Linked DNA regions of Mus musculus: region 2 is linked to region 1. A link is a contact called in public HiChIP or PLAC-seq data. All regions are on one chromosome and are shown on one strand. Each heading gives the region's core, a stretch centred on a gene start, on an enhancer-like site or on the middle of the called end of the contact. The rest is flanking DNA. Distances are from core to core; before and after follow the strand shown.

Evidence for each region. HiChIP or PLAC-seq counts read pairs in DNA pulled down with a chosen protein or histone mark.
Region 2: a contact with region 1 is called in an H3K27ac HiChIP or PLAC-seq map of embryonic stem cells, with 5 read pairs. The contact joins the enhancer-like site here to the promoter of Asb18 in region 1. A contact is called at or near these places in 4 of 39 promoter capture datasets (embryonic stem cells, frontonasal cranial neural crest and stem cell-derived epiblast-like cells), 2 of 15 datasets of contacts at CTCF or cohesin (the NIH/3T3 cell line and embryonic stem cells), 1 of 484 Hi-C or Micro-C datasets (pancreatic cancer cells), 1 of 115 datasets of contacts at active chromatin or transcription factors (embryonic stem cells) and 2 of 9 other capture datasets (liver and pancreatic islet).

Annotation. Positions count from the first base shown.
Region 1 is chr1:90,009,339-90,015,919 of GRCm38.p6, reverse strand. It overlaps Asb18 (ankyrin repeat and SOCS box-containing 18), which reads left to right and starts at 1,254. Exons shown (of 5, transcript NM_001355134.1): 1 at 1,254-1,547. The coding sequence starts at 1,343.
Region 2 is chr1:90,055,829-90,063,310 of GRCm38.p6, reverse strand. All of the region lies in intron 15 of Iqca (IQ motif containing with AAA domain), which reads left to right. Among named protein-coding and RNA genes, the nearest start is that of Asb18, 45 kb to the right of the region's middle. Within about 2 kb of position 3,015, at least 8 of the 459 cell types and tissues checked have an H3K27ac peak or open chromatin away from gene starts, as enhancers often do. A contact at or near this core is called in embryonic stem cells and pancreatic cancer cells, where this site is marked.

The DNA.
Region 1 (6,581 bases), core at 5-2,504:
GCTTGTTGCCTTAAATATAATTTGCGTTACTTACATTTCAATTCCTAATTTATACATCACAGACTTGATAAAGGATTACATTATAACAGAATTAGCCGGGGTCATTAGCATAGTGCATGTGCCGCTGATTAGCCACCCAGCAGATCGCTGGGTAATTAAGATCGGCGAGGGCCGTATTTTGAGACACTGTCATCCTATTATCTGCCTAACAAGTGTTGGGCCCTCACCTCCCTTCTGATTTGGGGCTTGATGGCAGCCCTGCACAGTGCCACTGCTTCTATACAGTCCTTCCCCCACATTCACAGTCCCCGAGGCCACTCCCTGGCCTCACAACAAATCATCTGCCTGTGAGAGCATACACTCAACACACTAAGGCCAGCTCTGGGGATGGGGCCCGGTGGATAGAGCACTTGCCTAGCATTGGGAGGAACTGAATTCCGTCTGCAGCCCCACATAAATCTAGAGATGGTGGCACAAGACTGTCATCCCAGTACCCGGGAGGAGGAGGAGGCAGGAGGATTGGGAGTTTGAGGCCATCCTGGACCACATGTCTATATATCAAACAGTAAATACATAATACAGACTATCAGCATATGCCCTGCCTCAATACAGCAGAAGGCCCAAGACCAGGTCAGGTGTATTACTGTGGCCTTCAACAACATCTTTGAGCTGTGCGTAAGGCACATGACTGTCGTCAATCCAGAGGCTGAGGCAGGAGGATGAGTTCAGCCCAAGCTACTTAGTGGTGTGGTTTCGATGTAGAATGTTCCCGAAGGCCTGTGTGTTTGAATAAGTGGTCCCCAGCTGGTGACATTGTTGTGGAAGATTGTGAAGAGTCCATGGAAGAAGTGAGTCATAGGGGCTAGCCTCATCCCCTGTCCTCTCTGCTTATGCTACATGACTGTGGAGGTCATGTGACCAGCTGCCTCATGCTCCTGTCACCATGGTTTCCCAAAGGTGATGGACTGTAGCCCCTCCAACTATGAGCCAAAATCAGCCCTCCCTTAAGTTGCTTCCAGTCAGGTATTTGGTCATAGCAGTGAGAAACGTAATCTATCCAACCCTCTCAAGTAAACAAAGTCACCTCTAAAGAGCTTTGCTACTTCTGCAAATACACAGAATGGGCCAGTGGCCATCTCTCCAGCAGCCTGCACAGTAAGGCCCTGGAAGAGGCCTCCTCGGCCCTGAAGGCAAGGTGAAAGCAGCGTGTCCCTCCCAGCTGACGGTAACCCAGCCCTGATTCTATTTATAGCCATCTGTCCTGCTCTGGGGACAGGGCTAACTTTGGGCATGCATTAGAGGAAGAGAAGAAGGCTGGCCCTGCACAGGGAGAGATACCACAATGTCCAGCTGGGACTCGCCCCCAGATTACCCCCTCAGCTCAGACATAGTGAGGAGATTAAAGTCTGCTCTGGCCACTGGGGACGAGGACACTGTACAGAAGCTGATCTGCACTGAGGTGGAGCCTGTGGACGCCGTAATAGAACTTGCTAATGATGACTGGATGAAGGAGCCCTCAGCCGAGCTGCCCACGGGCGTACTGCTAGGTAACCACAGGAGGCCACAGGCCAATTACTAATGCATGCTGGGGTCTGCTCTGGAGACAGGGGCAAGGGTTCCAACAGGGTGACATACCCTTGTTATCCATTTCTTATATAGCTATGTGTTAAACTAAATAACTAATGGAGAGACTCTCCAAGACGGCAGCTGTGTTGGCAGGTAGACACTGTGTTGGCAGTACTTTGTGGGTATGTTCAAGGGTGGGTGGCAAGGGGAAGCTGTAAAGATATGTCTTAGTTAGGGTTTCTACTGCTGTGAAGAGACACCATGACCACAGCAACTCTTATAAAGGCAAACATGTAATTGGAACTGGCTTACAGTTCAGAGGTTTAGTCCATTATTGTCATGGCGGAGAACATGGTGGCTTGCAGGCAGACACGGTGCCAGAGAGGTAGCTGAGAGTTCTACATCTGGATTGGCAGGCAGCAGGAAGAAAGAGAGAAACACTGGGCCTGGCTTGAGCTTCTGAAGCCTCAAAGCCCACCCCCCCCCCCCCGTGACACACTTCCTCCAACAAGGCCACCCCTACTCCAACAAGGTCATGCCTCCTAATAGGGCCGCTCCCTATGGGCCTATGGGGGTCATTTTCACTCAAACCACAAGTAGCCAAGAACTACCAGAGACAACGGTGCAAAGATCCTTAGCTGAGGGTTCAGCTGTCACTGGGTGATAGAGTGCTTGCTTAGCGTGTCCAGGACTCTGGGTTCCATCCCCACAACTGCAGAATAAATATGTAAGTCACCAGGGCCACATCTGTTTGGACTAGACAGGCAGCCACTAGACAGGCTACCTACAGAAGCACTTCCTTGTATCAGGTCTTGGTGGCTTTTGCTCTGACAGTTTCTGTGAGTTGTAGATACCAAGAATGAGTGAGCGCCCCCCTCTGGTCCACTGTGGTACTGTTCTTAGGATTTGGCACAGGTGAAGTCGTCTTCAGCAACACTTACACACATGCGTATCACAGGTGCTGAGGGCATGTGTGTGTGTTGCCTTGGCCCAAATTCAGCGTCACACAAAATAATTGAGAGAAAAGCAGGGTTTCTGCTCTGCCCCAGGACCAGCTATCTTCACGTCCATTTCTCTCTTCCCCTATTTGAGGGGTAGAAATTTCACAGGCCCACTGCTACATCACATTTGATGGTCGTTTTTCATATCCAAAAAGATCGACAGTAGGGGCTGGAGAGACGGCTCCGTGGTTAAGAGCATATGCTGCTCTTACAGAGGACCCAAGTTGAGTTCCTAGCATACAAGTCAGAGAGCACACAACTGCCTATTAACTCTAGTTCTGAAGATCTGGCGCCCTCTTCTGGTCTCTACAGTCACTGCACGTACACTTACAAATTCATGCATGTACACACATTTATTTATTAACTATGCATGCACGTGCATAATTAAAAATAAAATAAATCTATGTAGCTGCCTGGTTTTTCTAAACCCATCCATCACATATGGTGATTAGCCACAAAACCCTTAAACCAAATGCCTGAGGAAGAATGTCCTTATGTTACTGGGTTTTTTTTTTTTTAAGATTTATTTACTTATTATATGTAAGTACACTGTAGCTGTTTTCAGACACACAAGAAGAGGACATCTGATCTCATTGCAGATGGCTGTGAGCCACTGTATGGTTTCTAGGATTTGAACTCAGGACCTTCAGAAGAGCAGTCAGTGCTTTTAACCACTGAGCCAACTCTCTAGCTCTTGCTCTGGCCCCACTCGCTCCAGTCCTACTTGCTCGCTCTGCCCCGCTCGCTGTAGTTGTCTTCAGACATCCCAGAAGAGGGCATCAGATCTCATTACGGATGGTTGTGAGCCACCATGTGGTAGCTGGGAATTGAACTCAGGACCTTCAGAAGAGCAATCAGTGCTCTTAACTGCTGAGCCATCTCTCCAGCCCTATGCTACTGTTCTTATAAACAATGCTGTGATATAAGTCTTTGATACCATCTGTGCGATTTCATTCTTATATAGGCCTTCCCTTCACATAAGTCTCTGGGAGCCATATGGCTGGTACATGAATATGAAATTTTCTTGCCATGTGTTTCCACTATCCAAAAGGAAGTAAGAAAGCACGTTTTAGCATAGCCTCCAGCAGCATGAAAATTACCAGTTTTGAGAATTCATAATGAAATTAACAGTTTAATAGTGTGCCCAAGTGTGTGTGTATGTGTGTGTGTGTGTGTGTGTGTAGAGAGAGAGAGAGAATGTGTGCATGTGTGTGTTCACATGGGTGCACATGGGGACAGGTGGCACATGTGTAACTAGGGGGATGCATGTAGTGGGGGGAGTGACCAAGTGCCTGAGGAATACAGATATTAACCTCAGGTATTGTTCCTCAGGCTCCACCCACCTTGTTTTTGAGACAGGGTCTCTCACTAGCCTGGGCCTCACCATGTATGCTAGGTTGATGGTCCAGAGAGCCTAGGGGTCCACCCATCTCAGCCAACCCAGCCATGGGGTTACAAACATATACTGCCACACCCAGCATTTCAACATGGGTTCTAGGGACTGAACTTGGGACCTCACAATTGCACAGAGAGCACTTTACTCACTGAGCCATCTCCCCTGCCCTTAACTCTTTCTTTTCTCACTAGACAAAGGATTTTGTTTTTCCTTGAAGTACTCTCCCTTGTGTGACATGTCTGTGTGGGTCCATGTTCATTATTTCCCATGCCCTTGAATCCTTTTGGTCATTGTCACATAAGTAATACGGTCTCTTGGTTACATCTGCTACAAGGTTGCTCCTGACCTGTGGTTGATCTCTGACTGTAGTCAGCTGAGCCCTGAGCTCTAGCCTCTAGTCAGACTCCCCCATGTAGGTGTATCCATGTGCACACATGACATCACACATTCATGCACACACCTGTACATGTGTGCACCAGCATGAGGAGCATGCATGGAGATTGCTGCCAGGGAACAACTCTGAATGCATGAGAGGGGAAGTCCAAGGTTGAAACCTCTGAGGAATCCATCCCCATGCCCAAGACTGGAGCATCCTTGCTAGGCCAACATTCTCTGTGGTATTTAAGATGCTTTCAGAGAGGTATTTCTTATTCCTCACATCTGGGCCCCCTCGCTAGAAAGAAGGGGGCAGGGGAGAGACAGACAGACAGAGACTCAGAGGCAGGCAGGCAGGCAGACAGACAGACAGAGACTCAGAGACAGGCAGACAGACAGGCAGACAGGCAGGCAGGCAGGCAGGCAGAGACTCAGAGACAGACAGAGAAAAGGACAGAGACAGAGAGACTAGCTGAGAATGTGATAGAAACAGCTTTTTCTGAAGAAGCCCATTGGGTGCTCATGTACCCCCTTGATATGGATGGGGGTCAGAGGAACTAGGAAACAGGGCTGTGACAGAAGATAGAGCCATCACCTCCTGAGGTGGCATCTGGAGGGAAAACACTCATATTTCCATATTTCCTTAAGGAGGTGTCTTCCAAAGGAAGACACCTGCTCTGCCACAAGAATGGACATGAGGTACCAAGCAAGGGGCTAGAATCTTCTAGCTAACTCTCAGCCTTCCCAGCAGGAGCCACTGTGATGCACAACCCAACCTAGCACAGGACAAGGCCCTCTCACTGAGGTATCTGAGGTGTCCTGTGTTGCTGGGTCTATGCTCATTCTAAAGGGATGGTCCAGATATGGATCAGGGGTTGGAGCCCAGTATGGAGTACGTGTGTGTGTGTGTGTGTGTGTGTGTGTGTGTTTTATACAGAACGACGCCCAATCAGTTTCCTCAACCCAGCAGTAATGTCCTAATAAGGACATAACCTCCCCTGCTCACCTTTACCACCCTCCTCCCTCCAGACCCCACTCAGGGAGGTCACCCCTCTGAAAAGTCTCACTGTTCATCCAAGGGGCCACCCCACCTCCTCCTCTGCAAAAAGAAATTCATCTTTCATCTTCATTTGTTACTGAAGAACATGGCTGTCTTGTTTTCTGCTGTTGTAACAAAATATTTGGTGCTGGATCATTACAAAGGATAGAAGTATTTTAGCTCACAGTTTGAGAGCTTTACAGGCCAGTGTGCTAGACTGAGCAACTGAGCTGTTCATCCCCTTGGCTGGAGTGTCACATGATATCCAGTATCATGGTAGACCCAGGACAGAGTGATCTCATGGTGAGTCAGAAGTCAGAGACAGGACGAAGCCAGCCATGAATTTTAGCAAGCTTTCATTTTTCTTTCACATTATTTGTTTCTTTTTTCCAAGCTTTTTATGATCATACATTTATTATATATAATATTGAGTTCTATTATCACATTGTAGACATGTATATGTAATGTATTTGGGTCATAATCACACCTTCTACCGTCTCCTGACTGCCTCACACTCTTGCTGATCCTATTATTCTTCCCAGTCAGGTTGTCTTTGGAGTGTGTGTGTATTCACATGCGTGTGTGCATGCACCTGCATTGTGTGTTTATCTGTCTGTCTGTACTAATGAGTTTGATTAGTATTGCTCACAGAAGCCTGGCCTCAAGGTGCTGAGATTCCAGGCATGTGCCATTCACTGTGCCTGGCTTTTCACATGCATGTTCAGAATTTGCACTCAGATCCTCATGAGTATGCAGCAAGCCCTCTACCCCCGAGCTGTCTCCCTGTGCTTTCCTTCCCCTCCATGATGCCACCAGATATTCTAAACTCACACACCCCTCCCTGGCCTCACTCATTATATCCAGTGCCTGCACGGGGCCTCAGCCTTGAGGAGAAGCTCAGATGTGGGGAACAGGGCTGCCACGGGCCAGCCAAGCTCTTCTGTTGGCATTGCACTGGATCCTATTAACTGTGCTTTGCTACAGAGAAATGTTTCATTCTGCTTCAAACCAAAGCCAACCTCCTACTATTGATTGCTCCTGACAATGGCATGATTCGTCCTGGCTTCTTTCCCACACTGAATGGAACACACAGAGAGGGGAAGGGGTAGCTGGGAGGAGGGTGTCAAGACCCATCTAACCCCTCAAATGCATCAACCATACAATTTAGTAACCGCCATAATCGCACTACTCAAGAAACAACTGA
Region 2 (7,482 bases), core at 1,766-4,265, 46 kb before region 1:
CCCAGTCTCTTCTCCAGGAGAGGACTCTGCCCATATATGCTCCTCTCCAGAGCTCGTGCTACAGTCCCAAGGGGAGCCAGACAGCTCTGCTCCATAGCTCCTGGGGATGAGGACTCTGACAAATAACTTCAAGATACTGCTGATATGTGCGGTGGTGTGACTAACCTAGATCTGTGAAGAATGTGACATATATGTGACGTGGGCCACACATGATCTCAAATGAGCTGACTAAATAAAGAAAGGAAGGGGGCAACTGCAAAGATGGCTCTGTCAGTAAAGTGCTTGCTAAGCATTATGGGAGCTTCAGATCCATCCCCTGTATCCACACAGAGAGCCAGCTGTGGTCATCCCAGCACCGGGAAGGTGTGGTCAGAAGGATCCCTGTTGCCCGCTGGTCTGCCCAGCCTAGCCTCATCAGCAAGCCCCAGAGCCCAGGGAAAAGTCACGACTCATAAAGACAAAGAGGATGGATTCAGGGAATGATATCTAAGGTTGATCTCTGGCACCACGTGCACATGTACATACATGTGTGCATGCACACATGAGCACGCACACCCACACAGGCATACACAGTGTGGGGTTGAGGAATAAGGAGAATTGGGAAGAGGGAAAGGGGGACCAGAAACAGGGCATCATGTACAGATGGTACAGCATCGGGCATGAAAATCAAGGGGCCTGGACTCTGAGCATAAGTCCTGACAGAGAGTCTGTCTGAAGGCCAGGGTCACCTTCCAGTGTGTTGAAGGCAGTTTCAGATTGAGGGGTAGGGTACAGGTGGATCCCCAAACCTTTTCCTGTGCATGTAGCTTGGCTTCTAGCAGTCTTAAGTCAATGGCAGGTTTAAGCAGGGTGTGTGGAGAGTGTACTGGACTCATCTCCACCACATACCGCCTCCACCACCAGCATCCCACAGTGCGCATGTGCCATGGTCCAGAACCCACAATGCCGTGCCATCAACATTACAAGGTCATGCTTGTCTTCTACTATCTGAGCCTTCAGAACTTAGTCCTGGAGGGGACAGAGTCAAAGGGGAGAACATCAGAAAAGGAGCCCAGACAGAACCATGAGGGAAAGTCCACCCCAAACTGAGGCCATAGTAGCTTGGAAAAAGGAAAAGACCACAGAAGGATGATAAGGTCCCTTGGCCACAAAGCCATGTGGTAGGTATAGCTGTGTCTGGCTCTGGGGAGAAGGGGGTTGAAGAGGGTGGAAAAGGGGGACCCATTTCTCCATGGTGGCACCAGTTATAACAGCCCTCCAAAGAGTTCCAAAAGAGAAGAGAGCGTCAGACTGTGGGCACAGGCATTGCCAGCAGGGTGTGAGGGGAACACACTGTGGACATTAAGTCCCCAAGTACAGAATCAGAGCTGCTGGTGTTGTAAATGAGGGTGTGTGTGGAGGGGAGGAGGTGACCTGTGGCCAGGCTTGGATGGAAGGATGCTTCTCCACCCTGGACACATTCAGAGGGAAGATGAAGTATTGATTTGGTTAACCCTGCCCCGGGGAGTCACTTGTGCCTGAGTCTTCGTCCCATATATATCCTGTTCTTCCCAAGTTGCCCCAGCATTGCTGAAGCCTGGAGCGAGCCCTTCAGCCCTTACGTAGAAGAGTGTGGACTGGGAGGAGCAGGACTTTCAGCACAAAGTCACCACATGTGACACAATGCCCCTGCATCTGAACCCTTTCCCTTTATGTAACAGCACCATTCTGTCCAGTTCCTATTAGCACTGCCTGCCCACAACACGGTGCCCACCAGAGTGAGCAGCTGTGCCATGAGTCCCCGCATCCCTGCTCCTTCTCTTCCTCCTCTGCCCTGCCTGTTTACCTCTATTTCATCAGTCAGGCTTCCAGTTTTAGGATACTTCTACTCTTTTGTTGGTTATTAGTTTCAAAACAAAGGTAGTCTCTTGCTAGAACCTGAAATCACTTCCTTGACTGTATACAATGTAGCACAAAAAGATAGCAATTAACAATAGAAATGTGTACAGAAGAGAACACCCTCACATACTGCTCAAATGGACCCCTATTTAGTAGGGTAAATTTAGAATGTGAACTCCCCCCAGTAGCCTGAACCCTTCCATTCCTCTCCAATATGACAACACCTCACATACAGACCAAGGATACTACATACCTGCTGGCAGGGAGGGGTCCCACTGTCAAAGGTCCCTCCTTCCTGCCAAAAGCAGATATCTGCCCGTATTCATGGAATAAAGAGCAAACACGTGAAGGAATGAGTGTGTGTGGTTCCAGCTTGGTAAACCGAGGCAATAGCTTAGAAAGCAGATGTTGGGGTTTACTGCTATTTTCCTAAAGTTCTCCATATCCAGGGAAGAACCCTAAAACATCCAGGGCTCATGTCTGTAACTTACATGATGTAAGCGTGTTCTGACGGCAAGCCAGTATGTTCTGAGGTCTGATGCCTGCGGTGACCATTGCGCAGTGTGCTCAGAGGACTCACAGGACTCAGTAATAGAGGCCTCCTTGTTTTGACGAAGATCAGGCTTGGTCAGTAATTGACAGAGACATTTGATATTTGATAGGACCGAAGAGCCCTCTGCTGGCCACAGAGTGAACTATCCCACACGACTTTAGACTTTAGAGGTTCAGTTACATTTAATTGGCCATGACCTCAAACTATCTGCATAATTTAAATGAAGCTTCTCCATAGCTAAGTGAAAATTAAAAGAGCAAAAGAGACCATTTTTCATAGCAAATTGTCAAACCTCTCTCTCTCCTCTCTCTCTTCTCTTCTCTCTCTTTCTCTCTCTCTCTCTCTCTCTCTCTCTCTCTCTCTCTCTCTCTCTCTCTCTCTCTCTCTCTCTCTCTCTCTTGTTAATTCTTACATACGCAAAAGGAGTATGGACTAGCAGACCCAAGTACTTACTGTTGTTAAACAGCCACCAAGGGAGAGACAGATAGACAGGCAAAGATTCTAGAAGGTTGAGGGACAGGTAGAGCCTCCAGTAACAGTGAATGTTGGGTTCTTAAGACATGCAAATAGCATAGGTGAGACCCTGCTGTTCCAGCCATTTGGACATCCTCAACTCAAGCCAAAGGAACCATGCTGAGCTGAGTCACCTGATTGCTCCGTTTGTTGTACCTGGCCACAGTTTGGTATGAAGCGTGATGGCTTTAAAAGCTTTTCTCTCAGAATGGAAACAGCTTGGCCTTGCACTTGGTGGGTTAGCAGACATTCAACTTCATCACGGAACTCCTGGGCCACTGAGGTCAGAGTCACCTTGCACAAATGTCCTGGCCCTATAATGGCTTACTGATCAGTGATTAAGTTGGTAGAATAATGCAAGATTGTGTTGGAAGGAACATGCCCGTTCCAGCAGGCAACTGGCCACATTCACCCTGGATTATTCTCCAGGCATCAGATCTCAGAACATACTGGCTTTGCCGTCAGAACATGCTTACATCATGTAAGTTACAGACATGAGCCCTGGATGTTTTAGGGTTCTTCCCTGGATATGGAGAACTTTAGGAAAATAGCAGTAAACCCCAACATCTGCTTTCTAAGCTATTGCCTCGGCTTACCAAGCTGGAGCCACACACACTCATTCGGCAAAATGCTTTTTAAATGATCAAATGGCCTGTTTGCAGCTCTGACCCCAGTTAAACAGTGAAGGGCACATATAGGATATAAAAATACAGTCTAGTATTTTGTGCCTTTTCAGCCTCCATCTGACATCTGCAGGATCTTGTAAACAACCCGCATTTTTAAACTGATGGGATCCACGCAGTGACCATGAACACCGTGAAGCCAGTAGCAGCTGGACCTGCTTCTTCCCAGAGTCAGGTTACTTGGCAACACAGCCCAAAGTGGGTAATAAACTCCATCCAAGACTAAACACTAGCATGAGATTGAATGCCAACAAGTGCCACAAGAGAAAGTTGAAAAGAACTTTGTAGAACTGGGCCTGGCATGGCCTTTTGAAACCTCAAAGCCCAGCCCCAGTGACACACACTCTCCCACAAGGCCACGCCTCCTAGCCCTTCTAATCCTTCTCAAATAGTGCCACTCCCTAATGACTAAGGACTCAAGGGGCCATTCTTATTCATCCACCACAGCAGCTTTCAAATGTTGCAAGGTGACCTAGTTGACCATTATTTATCGTAATCCCCAAGCCAGAAGTATTATCTACAGCAATGCTGATAGCAAACTTATCACAGAGTGACCATTGTGGCCTTGTAGCCTAAGCTGCTGTTTTGTGACAAAGCTTTGAAAGAGTATAAGAAAAAAAGAAAATGTGTGTTACGCTTTTAACAGGTGACAAATTAATGACCCAGGGTGTGCATGCTTTAGTCCCCTTGTGATGGTCCCTACCTATTCACCAGGGGTGGGGGGATGTTAACAGATGTGGCCTCCAGGAGGCTGCAACCTTAAAGCCACACAACCCATGGTATGGCTTCTACAAAGCCCTGTCCCTCCAGAAGTTATCTAAGGGGATATCAATCATGTTCCCCAAATGCTCATCTAAGCACTCGTAGACCTAGGGAAGGTCAGAAACTTCATTCAAAATGGGTTCAAAATAAGGTTAGAGCCAATGAATGATATGGTCCCTCATGCTATCATGATGCTAGAGAAGTACGTCTTCTATCTGGGGCTTGGGAGGTGGGCAGCCTTCAAGACAGTCCACATAGCAATGCTCACAGAGCCCCGGAACCTTCCCATCTCTGTGTCTGATGTGAAGGCGTTTGTAATGACAGGGACTGCCTGAAGACAGATGTGAGATGGACAGTCAGGGGCTCTGTGCTCTTAGACTGCACTGGTGAGTGCTGCAGTCAGAGACCTTCTCCTTAGCAAGCATGTCTGCCCAGCTGCTCTACTGTGTCCAGTTGATACAGTCTTAAGAGAAATCCAAGAGGAGCCCCACTAATGTCACAGTCTAGGGGTCCTGACTGGGTTTGTTTTCTCTGCCAGTCAAGGAAATAAAAGGCAGGAAAAAATCTGAAGAGCAACAGGCAGCAGCAGAGAAAACTGAAGCTCCACAGTCAGGGTGGGTGAGGAACCACACGCAGGCAGCAGGCACACAGAGGAAAATGCACTCTGTGAAGCAGAGGGTCGGGCTCAGAAGGGAAGGAAAAACTCCAGTCTCCTCTCAAGGCCTGGAGCGTCTAGAGCCTCAGAGTTTTCCTCCCCCACTTGGAGGTTGGTCAGTTTGAAGGCAGATATGGTGGTTGCTTGGCTGGAACTATTGTGTGATGTGTCCTGATCCTGCCTTGAATTTGTTGAGCCAGACCATCAGGAAGGGGGGCTGCTGGTGGGAGACTGAAAGAACTCAGTGGGGAAACCCCCACTCAGCTCCCGATTCGGCGTGCACCCAAGAATCACGAATAGAACACAACACCTTGATGTAACAACAAGAGGTATTTTAATGGCGGAGCTCCGGGTCGAAATGTTTCTCACACAGGAGACAGTGGATTCGACCACGAGGCTTGGAAGCTAGGGGTTTTTATAGAAAAGGAGTGGGGCTGGGGAAGGAATTGGCGCAGTTTCACATGATTGGTCCATTTAAGCATCAGCAGCCTGTAACATTTAACTTAGGTCAGAGGGGTGGGAGCTAGGGAGGCGATGGGCCTGCCCGGGCATGTCCTGGTCTGTTCTGCTATGCTCTCAGCCCCAGGTTTCAAAGCTCACAAACAACTCTTTGGGCTATTTGACATACATTACATGAATTACAGTTTTATTTCCTTTCAAGACAAAAGCCTACAAGGCCTTTGTTTTAGACCAACAGGCTTCTGCCTCAAGTCAGGAGGGTGAGGAAAAAGTCAGCCATCTTGGAAGTTTGCCACTTTATTACCTAGTCATAGCCTCTCTCTCTGCCTGTCGCCTACCAGGGAGTCTGTCTAAGTCCTCATCCCTCACCATGTCACCCCCTGTCCCACAGTGGTGGTTCTCTATGTCTCCCTCCAAGGTTGCCTTTCCTAGCTTTCTCTCCTCATCCCACGCCATCTCTGAGTTCTTCTCACAAGCTAAGCTGCCTAGATGTGTCTGTACTCTCCTCCCCAATTCACTATTTGCACATCTGCCTGAAAGATCCTCTTTGTCTTCTAGACTCTGTCCCAGCATGCTTCAGCAGCCTGTCTTGTCCCCTGCACTCCTGCCAAGGCCACCAGTGACATCCTAGCTGCTCAGCTTCCTGGCCATCGTAGCCAACAGCCAAGTGTTCCATCTTGCACCTGCATCCAGGATGGCTTGCCCTCCCAGACCCCATTTTCCTTCATCATTGGTTTCCTGGAATGGTCCTTGAGCTCTGTCCCAGCCATAGTCTATCCAACCCTTCTCTCCTCTTGCAGATCCTTCCACACCATTCTTGGATAATCTCCCTCCTGGACCATTGGTCTTTTCTGATGTCGGGTACCCTCAAGCTCACAGTGGCCCATGCTGACCTCATCATTTCCTCCTTCATCGGGTCCCCTCTAAGCTTACTGTCCTCTTGGTCATTCCATATCTACTTCTTGTATGTATGGCCAACTCTATGCCCCTGAGTCCATTCCAGCCTTCCCAGGCATGCACCGCTTCTGTCTTGCCTGCTCTCTTTAGAAGCCTCTATTCCCCTCCCACCTTGTCCTTCCCAGTGTCCTTCAGCCATTCCCACTGCCCCCAGAGCCAAGGTGGCCCAAGTCTGAGCTTAGTGCCAACTACGGCAGTCCTCACACACTGACCTTAACACAGATAGAATCTTGAAGTCTTCTCAGGGTATCCATGGCTTCTAACATATAAACAAATTCCATCACATGGCTCCAGCCTCTGGCCCCTTTGCGACCACCCTAAAAAACCTTTGCACTATGTGTCATTCCCAGTGCCCAAGAGCCTGGCTCCCACTCAGAGCAGCACAGGTATTTTCTCCTTCTGTCTGGGAACCTCAAAGCTCTGTCTGCTTCCATCTGTGCCTACAGTCTTCATCTCCCTTGTCCCTACCACCCTACAGTTATGAGACACCCTCTGCTGTCCTTGAACCACCTGCAGATTCATAGCTGCCCTCTCCTGCTTTCCCAGATCCTTGAGGTCCTAGCTCCTAGAAACTGGCCCCTACATTACTGATCTTTATGGTCCAGCCACTCCACACAGTGCCTCAGAACTTCTCTGCCCCCAGCCTCTAAAGGAAGGAAGAGAACATAATTTTCATTCCTAAATCCAGGCCAAAACTGAGAAAGCAACTCCCTCTCGCCCCCATGTCTTCACCCACCATGAAAAGCAGCCTCCGTTCCTCTAATCCTGCCTCACCGCCTAGTGATCCAGGCCTCTCCTCTCTGCCCAGCACTGCACAGGAAGGCCTGTGACCACCTCCCAGCTTCCCCACAGAAAGGACAGGAGAATTCATGCTCCCAGGACCAAGAGATTCATTCTCCCAGGAGCAAGGTGATTATTTCTCAATCACCTTTCTGCTAGGCTGCAAGAAGAGAGGACAATGAAAGTAGACAGGAAGTGAGGGGAGAAGTTATGGGGAGGGGGGAGTCATGGGGGGAAAGGCG